Regions from separate parts of the Mus musculus genome. Here region 1 is linked to region 2. The links are chromatin contacts, called in public HiChIP or PLAC-seq maps. All regions are on one chromosome and are shown on one strand. The core of a region is the stretch at or near the end of the contact, and the rest is flanking DNA. Distances in the headings are between cores, read along the strand shown.

What was found. HiChIP or PLAC-seq counts read pairs in DNA pulled down with a chosen protein or histone mark.
Region 1: a contact with region 2 is called in a FOXA1 HiChIP or PLAC-seq map of pancreatic cancer cells. The contact joins two enhancer-like sites. A contact is called at or near these places in 1 of 15 datasets of contacts at CTCF or cohesin (the NIH/3T3 cell line), 1 of 484 Hi-C or Micro-C datasets (bone marrow-derived macrophages) and 3 of 115 datasets of contacts at active chromatin or transcription factors (cardiomyocytes, embryonic stem cells and pancreatic cancer cells).

The regions. Positions count from the first base shown.
Region 1 is chr17:45,956,901-45,959,600 of GRCm38.p6, forward strand. No RefSeq gene overlaps it. Among named protein-coding and RNA genes, the nearest start is that of Gm36122, 9.4 kb to the left of the region's middle. Within about 2 kb of position 1,356, at least 57 of the 459 cell types and tissues checked have an H3K27ac peak or open chromatin away from gene starts, as enhancers often do. A contact at or near this core is called in pancreatic cancer cells, where this site is marked.
Region 2 is chr17:45,775,012-45,777,711 of GRCm38.p6, forward strand. It overlaps F630040K05Rik (RIKEN cDNA F630040K05 gene), which reads left to right. Exons shown (of 5, transcript NR_152153.1): 3 at 1,147-1,407. Among named protein-coding and RNA genes, the nearest start is that of Gm46607, 12 kb to the right of the region's middle. Within about 2 kb of position 1,415, at least 22 of the 459 cell types and tissues checked have an H3K27ac peak or open chromatin away from gene starts, as enhancers often do. A contact at or near this core is called in pancreatic cancer cells, where this site is marked.

The sequences.
Region 1 (2,700 bases), core at 106-2,605, 180 kb after region 2:
TTATAATAATAAGAGCCTGCGAACAGGCCGGTCTTCTCAGAAGGGGTCTGGCAAAATAATCTCGGAGCAGTAACTCCGAGTTTATTGAGTGCCTGCTACTCATGCTGCTGCCTGGTGAGAGCATCCTTCAGGACCAGTTATCTAACGGGATCCTCACAAAACACTTTGGGGTCAATGTTTGCTTTCCCGTCAGGCCCATAAAGGAGGAAACTGAGTCACCGAGACATTAAGCAACAGGTTGAATGTCAACCAGCTGGCTCATACCAGAGTGGGGATCTAAACTATAGAAGCCCCCCTCCTCCAAAGTCTGTGCTCTGCCCGAGACATCCCCTCCAAGAGTGAATGCTCAGCTCTCTGTTAGAGGGAATGCACCGGAGTGGAGAAACAGAACGAGGCGATTCTGAGCCTCTGGGTTAAGCAGGAGAAAAATGACACAGAGCCTCGTGGAGACTCGGCTGTCTGTGTGGGAGAAAAGTTTGTAAATATATATATATTAGGCTATCTTTGGAAGAATATACAGGAAATCAGTAACTGGGACCTCCAAAGGGAACCTGAGTTATGGATGGATGAGAGGGTAGAGAGACTAACATTTCTGTTCAGATTTATTTCCAGCTTTTGGCTGTGCCTTGAGGTCATTTCACACTTACAGAAAGGCTATAAAAATAAGACCTGGGGAGTGGGATGGGAAAGGGAGGGTTAGGGCTCTTGCTACCCAGAAGATGGGAAGGAGTGGAGGATGCTGGTAGTCAGGAGACTACCCTGTCCTCTCCTCTTCCCCATGTGTTGGACTTGGGACCCCAGGTGGGCACAGAGCCTTTGTCCTGGGAACAATCCAGACACAGGGCGGGAAGACCAGTTCCCTGCCATCCCTTGGATGTCATCCTATGGCACTTTCCCCTACAGACCTCAGTTATTGTGACTCTGTCATCCTGCCATCTGCCCTGGGTTTTCATGGCAAGAGCCCTTAGGTCTAGGTGAGCCTCATTCCTTCTTGTCCGCACCCTCAACTGCAATCTTTCTGATTGGGGCTCCCTGAAGATGGGTCACATCGTCTTCATATTGGAGGCTTCTGGAGGTCAGGTTACACCCCCCATCAGACTGGGGTTCCTTAAGGATGGGACAATGTCTCCCTCAGACAAGCTCCCTGAGTGCAGGCTGTGTTCTCCTCATCCAGGCCTCCTCATACCAGGCTTGTATAGAGCAGTGGTTCGTGCCCCCTTAGCCTCCCCCTGACTCCTTTCCAACACCCCAACCTGGTACTTGTGTTCCCTCAAGCCTTTTGCCTATTGAAGCAGTGGCTGAAAGCCTGTATTGACACCAACGACCCATGGCCAGGCCATTGCATAACCACAGCACAGCCACGAGTTCCCGATGATTCAGCACTGAGGCCTACACAGCATTTATACCTCTGTGCTCCTGGACTCAGCCAGGTACCTCAGAAGCAAAGGGCATGAGCAGCAGGATTCTACTTCACCCAGGAACCTTAACCCCAGCACTGTACTCCAAGAGAAAGACGTATGCATTTGTTTTTTCTTAGCTGCCCAGACCTGGTCTTTCTGGGTGTCTGAGCTAGGCTAAGTGCCCTGCCTGAGTTCCAGGCTGGGGCTGGGCCAAGGCACCCACCTACTATCAAGATCCTGTAGTTGGAGCTTAGATCCCTCAAGTAGGGTTGTGGCCCAGGAGGAGAGGGACCAAGAAGGGGACCTCAGGGGCCAGCTTGAGGCTGGGGGTCAGCTGAGTAGTTCTTTTATAGACCACTAGATGTCACTTCCATTTCAAAGGAACCCACTGGCTTTCTTCAGTCAGGTCCCCCAGCCTCCAAGTCTTAAAGGCATACAAGCAAACTTCACCATCCCCAGAGCACCAGGACACTGGACAGCTGGCAAGGAAAGACCTCTAGGCTTGAGCTGAAGGCTCTGGGAGTTCCTTAGTAGCCCACCCAGCCCCACCGAGAACAGGAAGGGTGGAGCCCCAGTTCTCGTTCCCCAGTACCTTCATGGATAGTCTGAGGCTGGCATCTTCTCAAACAGAAGGTCAAACATGTGATTAAAGAAAAGGGGGTAACCATATGACAAGAAACAGATGCCATGCCTCAAGCCTCCTCCTCGGGCTGAGAGATTCCAGTCAGATTCCAGTTCACTGGGGGCCACGGTATCGATCCTCCTAGGTGGCTCAGTGGTCAAGAACATTTGATGCTCTTCCAAAGGACCCAGGTTCGACTCCCAACACCCCCATGGTAGCTTACACCTGTCTCTGACTCCAGCTCTTGGGGATCTGATTCTCCCTCCAGGCATGCATATGATACACCCACACACATGCAGACCAAACATGAATACACATATAATAAATTTAATTTAATTTAAAAGATTTTCAATAATTTCATATAAGAAGCTTTTCTCTACCCGTGCCCCCCAACACTCAGCCAACATCTCTTAGCTGCCTGACACCTGTTACGATAATTGATATGCAAGTATTTATTCCTTTGGAGTCCATAGTCGCCTTCCTGAGCTAAGTATCATTGACTCTCGTATTGTTGGTGAGGAACCCAGGGTTGCGGAGAGGCAGCCAAGACAGTTGTCCTTAGCTCTCTTGCTGGCCCACCTCTGCTCCAGCTCCCACTGAGCGGGAGCCTAGCTGTCTACAGCTCACATGACTGTTAACAATCATCACTTTTAGCGCTCATTCAGGGGCTTCCAAGTT
Region 2 (2,700 bases), core at 165-2,664:
TCCTTCTCCACCACCACCACCTTCACCACCATCTCTACCACCACCACCTCCACCACCACCACCACCACCACCACCACCACCACCACCTCCTCCTCCTCCTCCTCCTTCACCACCTCCACCACCTCAATTACACAAGGGCTGGAGCACAGGCTAGAGTTTATCACCGACATCAGGCAACTCACATCCATCTCTGACTCCAGCTCTAGGGGATCCAACACCCTGTTTTGACCTCTGAAGGCACTCCCACACATATATACATACACACACATATCTTCACACATGCACACACACACACACACACACACACACACACACAAATGAAGAAAAGGTCTTAAAAAATAAAAAGTTACAGTACTATCCCAGTGTGTCTTAGTGAGTAGTGATGCTCAGAGTATGGTGGGCTTTGTGCTGGTTTTCGAGTCTACTTGTGTTTATAATGGAGTAGACGACAGTTGACCAACTTCCCTTTGGGAAACATTAGTAGAGGCTCTTTGAGAACTAATTGCTTTAATTGCTTTCCAATGTCTTCAAATCTCTCTCTCTCTTTCCAAGATTTATTTTTATTTTATGCATATGAGTGTTTGTGGATCTGCATGCATATGTGTACGCTGTGTGCACAGTGCCCGTGGAGGCCAGAAGAGGGCGTCGGGTCCCTCTTAAACTGGAGTCATAGATGACTTTGCGCTGCCACACGGTGGTGGGAGCTGAACCAGGTCCTCTGCAAGAGCTCTACGGCCTCTCGACTGCCGGAGCCATCTTTCTAGATGCCATCCTCTGTCTTATTTTATCTGGTCTTGAATATAAAGACAACCCCATGTGGTCAGCAACAAGAGTCTGCATCAGCATCTTTCAAATTTCGTGTGCTGGTTATAGCATTGATGGAATCAATTTCTAGATATAAATAGCTAGGGAAATGGGGTGTTTTCTTTCCAACCTAGCTGTCTATTGACTGTCAGCTGATGTCCTCTGGCGAGGCACAATGTCTTTCTGGCCTTTGCATTCTGAGGATACAGTCCATTATGGAGGAAGGTTATGACAGCAGGGACCCGAGGCATCTGCTCATGTTGCACCCACAGTCAAGAGCGTAAAGGAAAGCTCTGATGAGTCGTACTTTCTAGAACTTAGTCCTGTCTCTTTCTCTTCAAGGCGCTGCTTCACTCCTTGGATGCACTTGCCCTAAAGGTTGACCGATAGCTGCTGATGCAAGCGCCAGAGATCTTGTCCTGAGGTGATGTGCTCGGAGGCTGCAGAGAACCCGTCTGTCTGTCTAGGTCCGTCTTTAAGATTAAGGAAACTTTCCCCAGAAGTGTTCCCAGAACTTGCTTCTGGGTCTCATCGGCCAAAGTTCAGCCACACACTCATTCCTGTAACTCCTAGTCGGGGTAACGTAGGTTCTTTGCCTAGCAGGTGAGTCATGGGTTATGTGGACTCTAGAGGAGGAAAGGGCTGGAGGGAGAGGTTGAAGATCTGACAAAGGGGCTGACAAAAGCTCTCCCCAAAGGGGAAGATGCCTGGTTGTGTTTATTTTTCTTTTCTGTTCTCCTCCTCCTCTTCCTCCTCCTCTTCCTTCACTTCCTCTCCTTCTTCCCTTTCCGCCTCCTCGTTTGTTTGTTTGTTTTGGAAACAGGGTTTCTCTCTGTAGCCCTAGCCACCTAACTTGTGCTGTAGACCAGCCTGGGGGGCGGGGGGGAGGCGGAGGCAGGTGGATATCTGTGAGTTCAAGGCCAGGAGTATTAAGCATTTTCTATCCCATATTCCAAGTCTGTGATTATGAACAGGAACTAAATCTTGTCATCTCATCCTCACCTTGTAAAACCTTTCCGCACGCGCTACGTAAACTATTTGTTTACACAAAGGCTCCCTGCATTTTTGGCCTAAAGTTGAAACCCCTTTTCCCTTAGCTCTTATCCTTTCAAGCCTATCAGGAAAGATGTGAGGTAAGACCCCGGCCAATGGGAAAAGGACACAGTCTAGAATAAAAAGCCGAGAGTGTGCTCCCCCGCTTCTGAGCTTGCCTTCTTGATCAACGGTAAAATTTTACCTTGAGGATACAAAAGGGGCTGAGAGTACAGCTCACTAGGTTCGTTACCTGGATTCATTGCCTTCCTCCCCCCACCTCCCCCATAAAACCCTTCTGAGCATCCTGGGATACAGGACTAGAGTGCAGGGAAGGACCTGGAGTTGGCGCTGGATCCAGCTGCCCTACAGTCCTCGTCCCTGGAGGAAAGGGTCAGGGTCACAGTCACTGAGGTTCTAGGGTGCAGAACCGGCTGAAATAACCCTTGAAGTGACATTCCTTACAACCGTGGTTACAGATTCAGGGACAGGAGGGACAAGGTAATCTGACATTTCTCTTGACCCATAGGTGGGCCTTGTCATTGCCCCCGAGACAGGGAGGGACAGGAAAGAGAGTTGTGAGTCAGGAGCATACCTGGGGGAAAGAAAAACACAGGAAGTGACTCAAAGCCTGCAGAGGAGACAGGTGACCAGCAGTCTGCGGGACAGACCCTGGGCAAGCCAGATGAGGGCAGGAAGCCCCTCTCTGAGGCTGCGTGCGGGTGCGCACACCTGCAGCTATTTCTGCCAGCCATGTTTCCCACAAATTCTTCCCTCCTCACCACAGCAGCCACTGCTCACTCACCCACAAGCCCAGCTGCCAGCTGTCGTAGTTCCTGGCTCCCACCCACCCCCTGTATCTGG